Linked DNA regions of Capsicum annuum: region 1 is linked to region 2. A link is a contact called in public Hi-C data. All regions are on one chromosome and are shown on one strand. The core of a region is the stretch at or near the end of the contact, and the rest is flanking DNA. Distances in the headings are between cores, read along the strand shown.

Region 1 (6,169 bases), core at 3,636-6,135, 74 kb after region 2:
AATATGATTTAGAAAAATTAATATTACACCATTCTTTATTAAAAATTGAAAGAAGAAACAAATATAACTTAAAAGAAAAAAAAAATTTATTATTATTATTTTTTTTAAAAAAAAAAAAAAGAAATAAATAAATAATAAAGTAAAAACTTATTTAAAATGTGACTCTATTTTTGTAATTTTCAAAATTTTTAACAAACTTCAAAAGTAAGATAAATTAAAAAAAAACTAATTAAACATTAAAATGATATAAAAATATTAGGTTTGGATCAAAATTAGGTGTTTACAACAACTCTATAAATTTTTTAGTTATGGTGTGAAAAAATGATTACTTGGACTAAAGTAGAAGGGACAAAGGTGGGGTTAAAAATCTTTTTACTTTGTGGTAAAGTTGGTGTTTTGATTTTCCAATGTTGTGTCACATGAGTTTTTGCACTAACCCAAAATTCAAGCAAATTAAAGTTTAATCTCCCCACTAATGACGATAATTATCCCGTTTTGCTACTAACTTTGTGGTAAAATTTCAACAGACAAAAAAGTGAGTAATATTTTCAATGATGGCCACTTTATGAGTGTCTGCTGGGAACTATAACACAAATTGCAAAAATATTACTATTATAAGGTCATTTCTTCTACTCAAATAATCAGTATAAGAGAGTTCGGCCATCGAGAAAATGAGTTCGGCCAAAATCAAATATAGAATGACCTACTTTATTCGCCTGATGAATGATCTTCGCTTTAAATTCGCATAAGGGAATTCGGTCACTGAAAAAATGTGTTCGATCAAAATCAAATAGAGAATGACCTACTTCGTTCGCCAGATGAATGATTTTCGCTTGGTGGGACTTGATCATTTTCGAATATAGGTAAAAAAATTGAATAGTTCCATCTTAGAAAGTACTATTATACATTGAAGAAAAAATTCAAGGAAGATCGATTTTATGATCAATTACTAATATTCTTTTAGTTACATAGACATTTTCGTAGGAGATCGATAAAAAAAAAAATAACACAATAAATTAATAAATAAAATAATAAATATCTATGTAAGATTGTTGTATTCAATTCTATTTGTAGCTAGACATAAGAGATCATGTCATCAAGAAATTCAAATAAATATAAGATAGTGACACATTTGAAAAGATATTATTTAGGAGTAACAATATTGGAGAAAGAAGCCCAAAATTTTGACATTGTTGAGCCCAGCATAAATGTTTGTTAAAGTTGGGTTTAGGAGCCCAAAATTCATGATAATCAAACATTAGAACTAATAATATTCCCCCTAAAGATAGTTAAACTTAAGTATAAGATGTAAAACATTTAATTTTACAAATCAATAATTTGAATCTGTTTACACTACCAGTATAATTTAAAGGATTAAAGATTTAAAAAAAGGTATAATTTAAAGGGTTATAGATACTAATTACAAACTCGAATTCGCTATAGACTGTGATTTGCCATTACTTGTTAACATGACCACTTACCTTTATTTTGAATAAAATTCTTCAACAGATATCGAGGCGGTTCAATGAAATTAATGGTCAAAATTATTCAAAATCTGTTAAAAGATCCATAAATTTATAAAATTCGTACAATATTAAGACACAACAGAATCTCTTAGTAATTTGGTAAAGTGATAAGAGCGCAACGCGTGATGTGTGAATTAGACACACGTCAACGTAACATGGAACTCTACCTCTACAGTAAACAAAAACATGATATTTGAGTGGAGAAAAGTAGAAGTCCGGATCCATTATCAATCAAGTTGTGTCATTTGCCCTCGAGGATTTCTCGATTAAAATGATAAACACATAGAAACTTGCTTGTTAATATATGAATCAATCAACCATGATTAAATGAAATAGCTAATTTTATATGTACTAAATTGAAATTAAAAAGTGAAATAGATAAGTAATATGAAAGAAGAAATGAGCGAACGAGTGTTATAACAATTATTCAATCATTGTACTTTTATTTATTTAGTTATTCATTTGGAGTTTTAACAACAAGCACATGCACACATTGCTTATAGATTATATGAATACGTTAAATGGTTTGATAATTAACGAGCTTCTTTTACGTCCTCATTAACCTAATCAAGTTTCCTTGTAGGTCACGTAAGGACAATCTATCGATATATTCAATGTCCAACCGATATTGTTTTTCTATCTTACAGAAAACATCGATAAAATATGCATGCATTCTATTCTCTCAAACCCTACTTGCAAATTTGACCAAATCTATGCTAAGGCTATGAAATACAATCACTTGATCACTTACAAACCCCCCATCAATATCAAGTGATCAAATCCCATTAAGGAACTGCTTAATATAAACTCAACACTGATGGTTCTTGCCTAGGTAATCCTGACCAGGGTGGGGTTGAAGGGGTTATCAGGAATAGAAGTGGTGGTTCGTTGATGGGGTTTGCCAAGGGCTCACTTGCCTTTGACTAACAATAACCACATAGAGCTATTAGCTCTCAATGAAGAGCTAAAAGTTTTGAACAGTGGAAATTAACATTGATTCAATGCCTTGGCTAAGTCTAGGGTGCAGTCATCAGACATGCTAGAGACAATCTTTTTTTGTAGTTTCATCAGTGTGTGTCTATGCATCAGTTTGGACAGATATAACATAAACTTATTTTAAAAAAAAAATAAAAATTAAGCTTTGTAATAAATTTCTTGATGGGAGACATCCCAACACTTCTGTTTTGAATCCTGACTAACTACAACCAGGAGTAACTTGTGAATAATTTTATTTTAATGTATGTCTGGTTTAAACCACCCCCACCCCTCCACCCCCCAAAAAATAGAAAAAGATTAATAAAAATATATCATAAAACTTAGTACTATTCCATTAATTTCCTGTTGTCACTCTCTTTGCTTTGCTTATCAAAGTAATCAATTTCATCCAACGATAAGAGTTAATTTGTGATTTATGAATTAGACGTATGTTATGTGTTAGAATTTAATCACAGACAAAAAGAATAGTATGAAGTTGAAGAAATATAACAAAATGATATATCGATTTTTGAACTGTGTTGATATTCGAAGATTTTTCATTTTTCGATCACGTGATTAATTATTTCTATAATTTGATCATTCTTATTATTTGACTATTTCTAATTTTAAGTAAGAAATTCATATTTTTGGTGAAAACTATCTTCGAACACACCCTAAATTATGATTGTCATCCATTATTCAAGTCAATAGTGGGAACAATCTAGAAAATAAGAGTATTTTAGATGGATGACCACTGTAAAAGTATATATATATATATTTTTTTAAGTGGAGTATTTTATCAAAAACAACATCTTTATTTTGTAAAAGTAGGAGTTCAAGTCTATACGTATACTATATTGTTTTCAAATACCACTTATAAATTTATACGGAATTTATTATTATTGCTATTATTATGTCTACATATATATTACATGACACAAGTTGCTAAAAGAGGGTCTTCATCAAGACCATGACAACATCAAGTACTCATCAACAAAAACAAAATCTCATTATGAAAAAAAATATTTTGCTTGATCCTTTTACTATAGTTGACTTGCCATTGTCATTTGTTTGCTTGTGTTTGGTTGGATTATAATGTATACAATCTTTTTCACTTTTTTCTTCTTCAACTAGATAGTCATTAATTGGTTCTATATTTAAGTCCTTTTCTTGGGTCAACTAATGTTATGGCTGAACCAACATGGATTGTGGTGTAGTGATGGGATTATTCCATTCTTAATCAGAGATTTTGGGTTCGAATAGTGGGTATGGACAAAATCTTGTTGGGAGTGCTACTCCAGAATAGGCCATGCAGTGCGCTATCCGAATTAATTGGGCTCCAATATAAATATCGAATACCGGATGAGAGACCAAAAAAAAAAAAGTTATGGCTGAAATTGTGATGAATGACCCTTTAATTGAACCTCACCGAAGGTCTTAGTCAAAATTAAATCTTGAAAATGACTGCCTATATAAACTAGATTTTGCAACTTGCTAGTCATTTTCTTGGACAAGTTTTTGGTTTTGACAATGAAAAGTAATGAATGGGTTGAGTGAAGAGAAAGGGAGTAAATTCATAAAGAGTTTTAATTAGTTATACTCTATAAAGGGCAGTTTAGTGTATTAAAACTATCGCTATGCGCAGTGTCCGGAAAATAATTTTTACATCATAACATATTAGTGGCAAATTTTATTCTAACAGCCACGCATATATTGGAACAAACTACGTCACTATAAATAATTTTTACATAATCAACAAATTAGTTGTAAATATTGTTCTAACGTCAGTGTAAATAATTTTTACATCAAAGTGGCAGATTTCGTTCACTAACTCAAAAGAACACCAAGTAGCATGTCATATATATAATTAAATTATGTTAATAGTGTAAAAATTAAATGCATTGCAATGTTGCAAGTTGGAGTTCCTTTTTGTACAATTATATAAAAATTAGGTGGGGTTTAAAAACTTTTTACTATACAGGTTTATATTTAGGGTGTTTAATTAAAGCTATAAAGCAAGCCTTATCTTTTCTAGTGCCAACAACCATAATCCCCTTTTTGGCTTTTTAATATCTTTTATGGTACAGAATTTCACATCAAAAAGTGAAAATTTTCGATGATTAATTCACTTTTAATCTTGTTTAGTGGGAGTTGAAAATGCATCAAAATTAATTCACTTCTTTATTTTTTTAATTAACTGAGCTGCACCGATATCAAAGAGAAACTGAGATGATGGGATGATTTGTCTAAATTTGGTTTTAAAGTGACAAAAAATTCCGTATGATATAAATTTTATAAAATAACTGCTATCAACACCCCCCTATATGACCCTCATGTTTAAACATGTGATCATAGCAACAAAATTAACCTTCTCAATTAGAAAAAAAGGCCCTTTTGAGCTCAGAGCCCAATGGGCCAGGAGCTGGGCCACAATTGACATTTTTGAGCCCATCAAAATGTTTATTAGAAAAATAACATAAACATAGTAATTTTACTTACCATATTTACATAAATTTTCACCCTTATAAAGTAACTACAAAAATTCAAACTAATTATGTGTCTTCATTGGATGTATCGGGACCTAATTATATATCTCAACAGACCCAAAATCAGAGAAAATATATCGGAAGCTAATTATGTATCTGGACAGACTCAAAATAGAGATTTTCAGTAATTATGCAAAAAACAGGATTTTTTTATAATTAAGCTCCAAACTGTCGGGATTTATGTTGTTTGCCCTTTATTATTATAGTTGGATTTGGCAGCCGGTTGTCATCTCTTGGATTTTTCTTTGAAAAATAGCTCTTTACAAAGAAAAAAAATGTATCTTCGTTGGATGTATCGGGAGAATAATATATCTCAACAGACTCTAAATCAGGATTTTCAGAAATTATGTGAATATCAAAATTTTCTGTAATTAAACTCCAAACTGTCGGGATTTATATTGTTTGCCCTTCATGATTATAGTAGGGTTTGGCAGCCCAGTTGTTATTTCTCGAGTTTGTGTTTGAAAAATATCTATTATTGTTAGGATTTTTGCCCTGATTTTCTTTACTATATTTAAGTTTTACTTTTTTTTAGAAGGAAAATAAAAGTTACCATAATTACTTTTACTTTTTCCTGAAAGAAAAATACAAAAAATTTCTATATTTGGCAAACCTCTTTCTTAGAGGAAAGGTTTTGGAACTCTATAAATAAATGACCCCCTTCTCATGCCATAACACAATAGCATCCAAAATGTAGTTATTAAAGAGTCTTTGTTTAGGGGGAGATTTCTCCAATAGGTTTTATGTTTTTTCAATATTAGTTTTTGATATGTAGGTCGTTTGACCAAACAATATTAATAATATATTTTTAGCATTGTTTTTTTTTGTCGTCTGATTTATCGTCTCATGATTTAAGAATTAAAAGCATCTGCATGACGCCCTCTCAATTTCGAACCCAACAATTATCATAGAGTTTCAAGTTAAAGAATTAAAAGAAGGAAAAATTTCAGAAATGACAACTATAGAGCCTTAATTGTAAGTTTTATAGCAACCCTTTCAAAATTACAAAACATAGCAATATGTATTTTGTATTTGATTAAACTGTTGCTAGTTAAATACATATACAACTAAAGATTTTGTTCCTAATTTAACTCCAATCTGTTTCAGTTTAATATGGGGAAA
Region 2 (5,997 bases), core at 1,263-3,762:
AAACTTTTAATTTCTTTTTGTTGTTTTCCCCTCAATGTACGGTATTCGCATTGGAGTCCCGATTAATTTGGATCGTGCAGTGCAGGGTCCATTCTGGGGTGATGTTCCCAACAGGATTTTCAGGTCCATTCTGGCGTGATGCAACCAACGGAATTTTCTCCAACCCCAAGACCTTTAATTAAGGGTGAAGTAATCTCACCACTATACACAACAACCCCATATTGCCAATATGGGAGAAACTTTACAATTATAGCTAGTCTTGAATATCTAGATCTACTACATATATCCAAAGTTTTTCCAATTAAGTCATGTTTCCTATTATCATAATCAGCAAAAATACAAATTCAAAGCTATAGCTAAAACTTCATAATAGAGGACTGATGCCAGCTAAATTCAAGAATAGCATCCATGCTATATGTATATTATATATATACACCTGGAAAATGTGTAAAAACCATCAAAATGAGAAATATATTAGATTCGAATTAAACCCACAATTTTAAAATATACAATGTTTTCAGTAAATAAAGGTTGAATCGATCTATCAAATAATAAATCCTGAATCATGTTGAAGAAAGACCATACATTTGTCTACACTACATCAGTATCAGTAACTTAATTGCCGCTAAATCATTTTTTAGAGGGAATATTATTAGTGATAATTACATTTTATTACTCTTTGTAAATGCTCCTAAAGCCCACAGCGACATTGAATTCAATGATAATTAACTAATGCATATAAAAACCTTAACACTCTTTGTTAAAGTGTATATTTATTGTCGCTAAGAGCCTTTATTGTTGTAGTGCTAGGACCCTTTCACATTCAATGATATTAAACTAATCTTCGCCTTTCGAACTCTCCATAAATGTTATTCTACTCATGCTGGCTCTTTCTAAAACTGCACTAATTTTGAAAGATCTAACATACATCTCGTAATATTTTTAAAAAGCTCAAACAACATAAAAACAAAGTGAACAAACAAAAATGAGAATATATGAAGCATATGGTAACTGTATGATCACATGTTATACGTACAAAATAATCACAAAGAATATATTATATGCATAATATCTCATAAACAATTCCAAGCATGATCATGTAGGACCATTCATGTACAAAATATGCGTCCATTTACACCGACAAGCGTGACATATTCTATTGCTTATGCATGCTTTGCATGAAATGTATAACATCAATAAAATAAAAGCAACATTACATTTTGCCTTTAATTTTGGCATGCTAGCTAGCTATTTGCTAGCTAAGGTGTTCCATTGCCACCTTCATTGGTCTCTTGATTCTTATAGAGCCAATGGCCATATTAATATACCATATGACAATCACAATATTTGGTTCTTGTCCAACCACACCAACTAAATATGCTTCCTTCGTTTCATTTTATATGGTGGTATTTAATCAAGTACATAGTTTTTTTTTAGTAATTTTGTTATTCGTATCAATTTATAGACATGTTAAGTAATTTTATACGGTATATGCTATCTTCCATCAGCACAAAACCTATAGCTAAATTAATGTACAATAACAATCACAAATTCTATTCTTGTCAAATAACTCCACTAAGGAAAGATGCTAAAGTCTTTTGTGCCATGATTTTTCTAGTTACAAGAAAATGTCATTAAAGGAGAAATTAGATACGAAGCTACTCTTTTTTTTTTTTTTTTGCTTTATAAAAATAATTGTTATATTAGTATCAGCTCGTAGATGATCTTGACTAATTTCACGCGGGGCCTGTAATCTTCTATCAGTATAGGTATCGGAAAACTCTGTATACAAATGTTTGAATATACGTGAAGAAATGACGTAATATTGTTGCCTATATATCAAGATTTGAACTTGATGTCTCGTGATTCTAAGCTCATTTCATTAACTAATAGACTACACCTTTAGGTGCCAAAAAACTAGTAAAATGTTAGTTACTTCCTCTGTTTCAATTTATTTGTTTGTTTTTGACTTGACATGAAATTAGAAAGGAAATAAGACTTCTGAATCTTGTTGTCTTAAATTAAAAGTATGTAGAAAATACTAAAAAAATATTTTTTAATCTTGTATTCCTAAAATGACATATGAAAAGTTGAAGCCAAGAAAGGAAGGTAGAAAAATAAGACAAACCAATTAAGAAGGAAGAAATTAAATAACTTTGAAATATCATTCTTTTTAAAGGGACCCCCTCTTAGTCTTTGATATATGTCATTCTTTTGGACATTGCTAACTTAGCTAGCTATCGGGTCCCCTCTTAAATCTTTGATGTATGTCAATCTTTTGGACATTGCTAACTTACTAGCTATAGGTCCCCTCTTATCTACTAGTTTATTCATTGTATCATATCATAGATCCCAAAATTTATCACAAGGTTACTTTCAGTCACATTGTAATCAAGTAATTCAATTGTAACAAGCCTTTCTAAATAGTCATAAGAACTATATTGTTGCCGGGAGGATCAAAAGCATCAATCATCAAGTTCATGCATCAAGACCATAGTGTTGCCGAAAACCAGTGGGGACCAAATAATAAAAAGCGCATCCCAGTCTACTAAAGCTCTTTCTATACGCATAATCCTGAGATGAGCGTGACCACAAAGGTTAATTATAAATAGTCTTACCTCACATTTTTGCAAGAGACTCTCTTTCCATGAGACGTGACAACAACTTTACTACAGGTTACTCCAATACTTCCTTCTAGTGGGGACCAAACAATAAAAAGGGTAGTCCGGTGCACTAAAACTCTTGTTATGCACCGAGTCCAAAAAATAACATAACCAGAAAAATCTATTATACAGAGTCTAACCTTGCATGAGGTTATTTTCACGACTGAAAACAGTGATGACAACAACTTCACATATTACTCCAAAATACTCCCATTCAAGTGGGGACCAATTCAATGCATAAGATTATACTATTGTATTGGAAGGTGGTAGTATAACTTTTAAAGAGACAAAGCAACACCCACAGAAAAAGGTTGCGGTGGGAAAGCAATCTATGGGAAAGAGACTTTTAATATGTTTTAACTTTATCAACTTTAGATTTCCATCACTAGGGATCTTGTTCGATTTGACCGCACATAAAATAATTGACAACTCCTATTATTATTTTCACCACTTAGGTTTAATCAAATGTTTAAAGATTATATAGATCAACTAACTTATTATATTGATCTGAATTTATATTCATCCTCCTCAATATTTACAAACATATCTTTGGAAAGATGAAATTTATTGCATCCAAGGGCGTGGCGTGGGTTAGTGAAGTGGGTTGAGTATCTGAGGTCTTGGATCAAATTTTAATAGAGACAAAAAAAAATACTAGGGGATTATTTCCATCTGTCCTTGCCTTAATGGACAAAGTTACCTATTTGTTGATGGGCGAGGTGGTCGGGATTCAAATATACACATAAACAAGTGGATAACTTTTGGAGTCTCATATCAGCGGCACAAGGGATCCTTGGTCTCGTTATATGATTTTGGACAATTAATACTCTCATCAAAAACTAACTTTTGTAACTTTTGTTGTTGAGTTAAGTTGAAAATTCATTTTTTACCAATGATGGGCTTCAAATGAATATACACATTATATATTGTGTGAACTGAGAGCGTAGTTTAGAACTTCATACCTATTGATCCTAAACTTTAGATGCCCATGATCACAAGAACAAATCATTAGAAGATAGTGTCTTGACTGTCTATAGTGGACTGGTTTATGTACATTAACTTAATAAACTTCTTGAAACCTTCAGTAACTAGTTATTAATATGTATTGAATTGTATCCCGTGGGAGATGGTAGGTATCCCGTAACTTTAGTTGAGGTGTGTGAAAACTGATCCGGACACTAGGTTATGAGAAAAAAATAAATGTGTTGAACTGTATGATTACCCTCATGTGAGAGTTTAAGTAATTAGGTGAGACTAACTATACAAGTAAACAAGGTATCTGAACAAACAAGAGTTCTTTAACTTTTTAAAAGCTGTTCAGAAGCAAAAAAAAAAAAAAAAAAAAAAACTTTGCATGCATTTTTGATTCATTAAAAAATAATTAATACTAATGTTCTTTTAAAGTTTAAACTTTTAAAAAGGTCAAATAATTTAACAATAGGGTCCTTGAAATTCTTATGTTTGTGGGCTTTGTCAAACTTGTAGTAACAATTGCATCTTATGATAACTCACTTATACTATATATAAATGATAATATGGCTGGTTAGGATTCCTTCTAAGTTCGAACTTCGAAAATGAAAAACATTTGATGAGAACATGACTTCTCTCCTTTGATAAGTTTTTTGCGGTGAAAACCGAATACTAGACATCGAGTGTGAACAATAACAGCATATCATGTGTCGTCTAGAGGTAGAGTGTACGCAGACCTAACTCCTAGGTAGATAGATTGTTTCTGATCGCTGGGTGTGAAATAAAAGAAAAAGGGTTACACGTGTGCGCAAAGACACATGTAATGATCACATAATATATATGTCGTTGATGAAATTTTTTAAAATGATGAATCAATGCAGCATGTCAAGATAGTAACAAGTTGACGAATTATAGGAAAGGGATTACCCTTAATATTATTTGCTTCGCATCCCAGGAGGTACAATATCTCCAAGCAATCCCTCATCAGTTGCAGCAGGTTGACTTGTTTCTGGCAATCTACGAGCTTCTGATGATCCAGTTTCACCTGGCATTGTACGCGATTCTACTGGTGCAGCCGCAGTCATAGGAACTAATTCATGCGGGTACTGAACACCGGAGGGATGATAGTATTGTGAGGGTAAAGGTGATAATTGAGATGTAAATGCAGCTTCATGATTGATAAGTCCACCTCTAGGAAATCCAACTGTATGATGACAATGCTGTCCTTCATATGTCGTGATTACAATTGAGGAATCTTCAGAGGATCGTTCCACTCTCTTCTTTACTGTGCACTTTGTATTTGTACAACGATAGTAACTCCTGCCAAGTCATAGACATTCATCATATGTAATTATTTCATAATTTATAAAGTCAAAATTCTGACATCATGACCTGACAGTAATATAATATGCAATATGAACTAGAATATATATACTTTTATTGATATTTGGAAAACATGTTCTTGAAAAACTTTTTTTAAAGCTAAGCCATCACCATAAGGAATCTAAATAGAAAGGAATTAGTACAAGTTCCTTTCCAAACTATAAACAAAGTTAGCTAACCAAAAGATTTCTTCTAGTATGTTGCAAAGATGCATTTTTCTTTTTTTCAGTTAATCCATCATGCAGGCCTAAGTTGTTCGAACTCTTTAAAAATGTTGTTGCATCCGTGTCGAATTCTTTGAAAATGCACTATTTTTGAAGAATTTGGCACGCACCAAATGACATTTTCAAAGAATCCGAGCAACATAGATGAAAGCTATACATAACCTTGATGATGGGTTTGGGCGCAGCACCCCCACCGGTACATACATTTACCACTAACTAAAGCCAATAATTATAGAACATGTGCATTTTGGTGTTTTTGAAGTTGTTTTCTTGTAGTTTAGTTTATTTTACCTCACTTTCATGATAATAATTTTTTTTTAAAAAATATACCTCACTAATCAAGCTAGAAAAATGAGATGTGGTGGAGCCAGAATTTTTCACTAAGGTGGTTCAAAATATGAAACACGAAGAAATTCAGGAGATTCAACATGTATTGTATATACATAAAAAGTTAATTTATTTTTGTATAGATAATATAATTTTCTGTCGAACGGGGTTCAAATAGACCCCCTTTCTCTCACTTGACTCCGGCCCAATCCATCATAACTAACTAACTCATTCCTCCAGAAACTCAAGGTGCGACTTAGTAATTGAAGTGAATCAAGAATCATGACATATTTGATTTAAATTTCAAATAATTTCACAGAATCATAGTACTTGTATTGATGAAAGACAACAAATATCCCATAAAATTCATAATAACCTTTCTACTCTTATATTTTTTAAACTTGTTTATGAAAAAACACTTTCCAAACTAG

Evidence for each region. Hi-C and Micro-C count contacts between places; a contact is called where the count stands out from the background.
Region 1: a contact with region 2 is called in a Hi-C map of pericarp, with 7 times the contacts expected there. The contact joins two enhancer-like sites. A contact is called at or near these places in 5 of 5 Hi-C or Micro-C datasets (bud, leaf, pericarp and 1 more).

Annotation. Positions count from the first base shown.
Region 1 is chr11:15,253,491-15,259,659 of UCD10Xv1.1, forward strand. No RefSeq gene overlaps it. Among protein-coding and RNA genes, the nearest start is that of LOC107847630, 16 kb to the right of the region's middle. Within about 2 kb of position 4,886, at least 2 of the 5 cell types and tissues checked have an H3K27ac peak or open chromatin away from gene starts, as enhancers often do. A contact at or near this core is called in pericarp, where this site is marked.
Region 2 is chr11:15,181,834-15,187,830 of UCD10Xv1.1, forward strand. LOC107847909 (probable WRKY transcription factor 57) reads right to left here. Exons shown (of 4, transcript XM_016692509.2): 3 at 4,560-4,952; 4 at 1-436. The coding sequence ends at 4,568. Among protein-coding and RNA genes, the nearest start is that of LOC107847909, 7.4 kb to the right of the region's middle. Within about 2 kb of position 2,513, at least 4 of the 5 cell types and tissues checked have an H3K27ac peak or open chromatin away from gene starts, as enhancers often do. A contact at or near this core is called in pericarp, where this site is marked.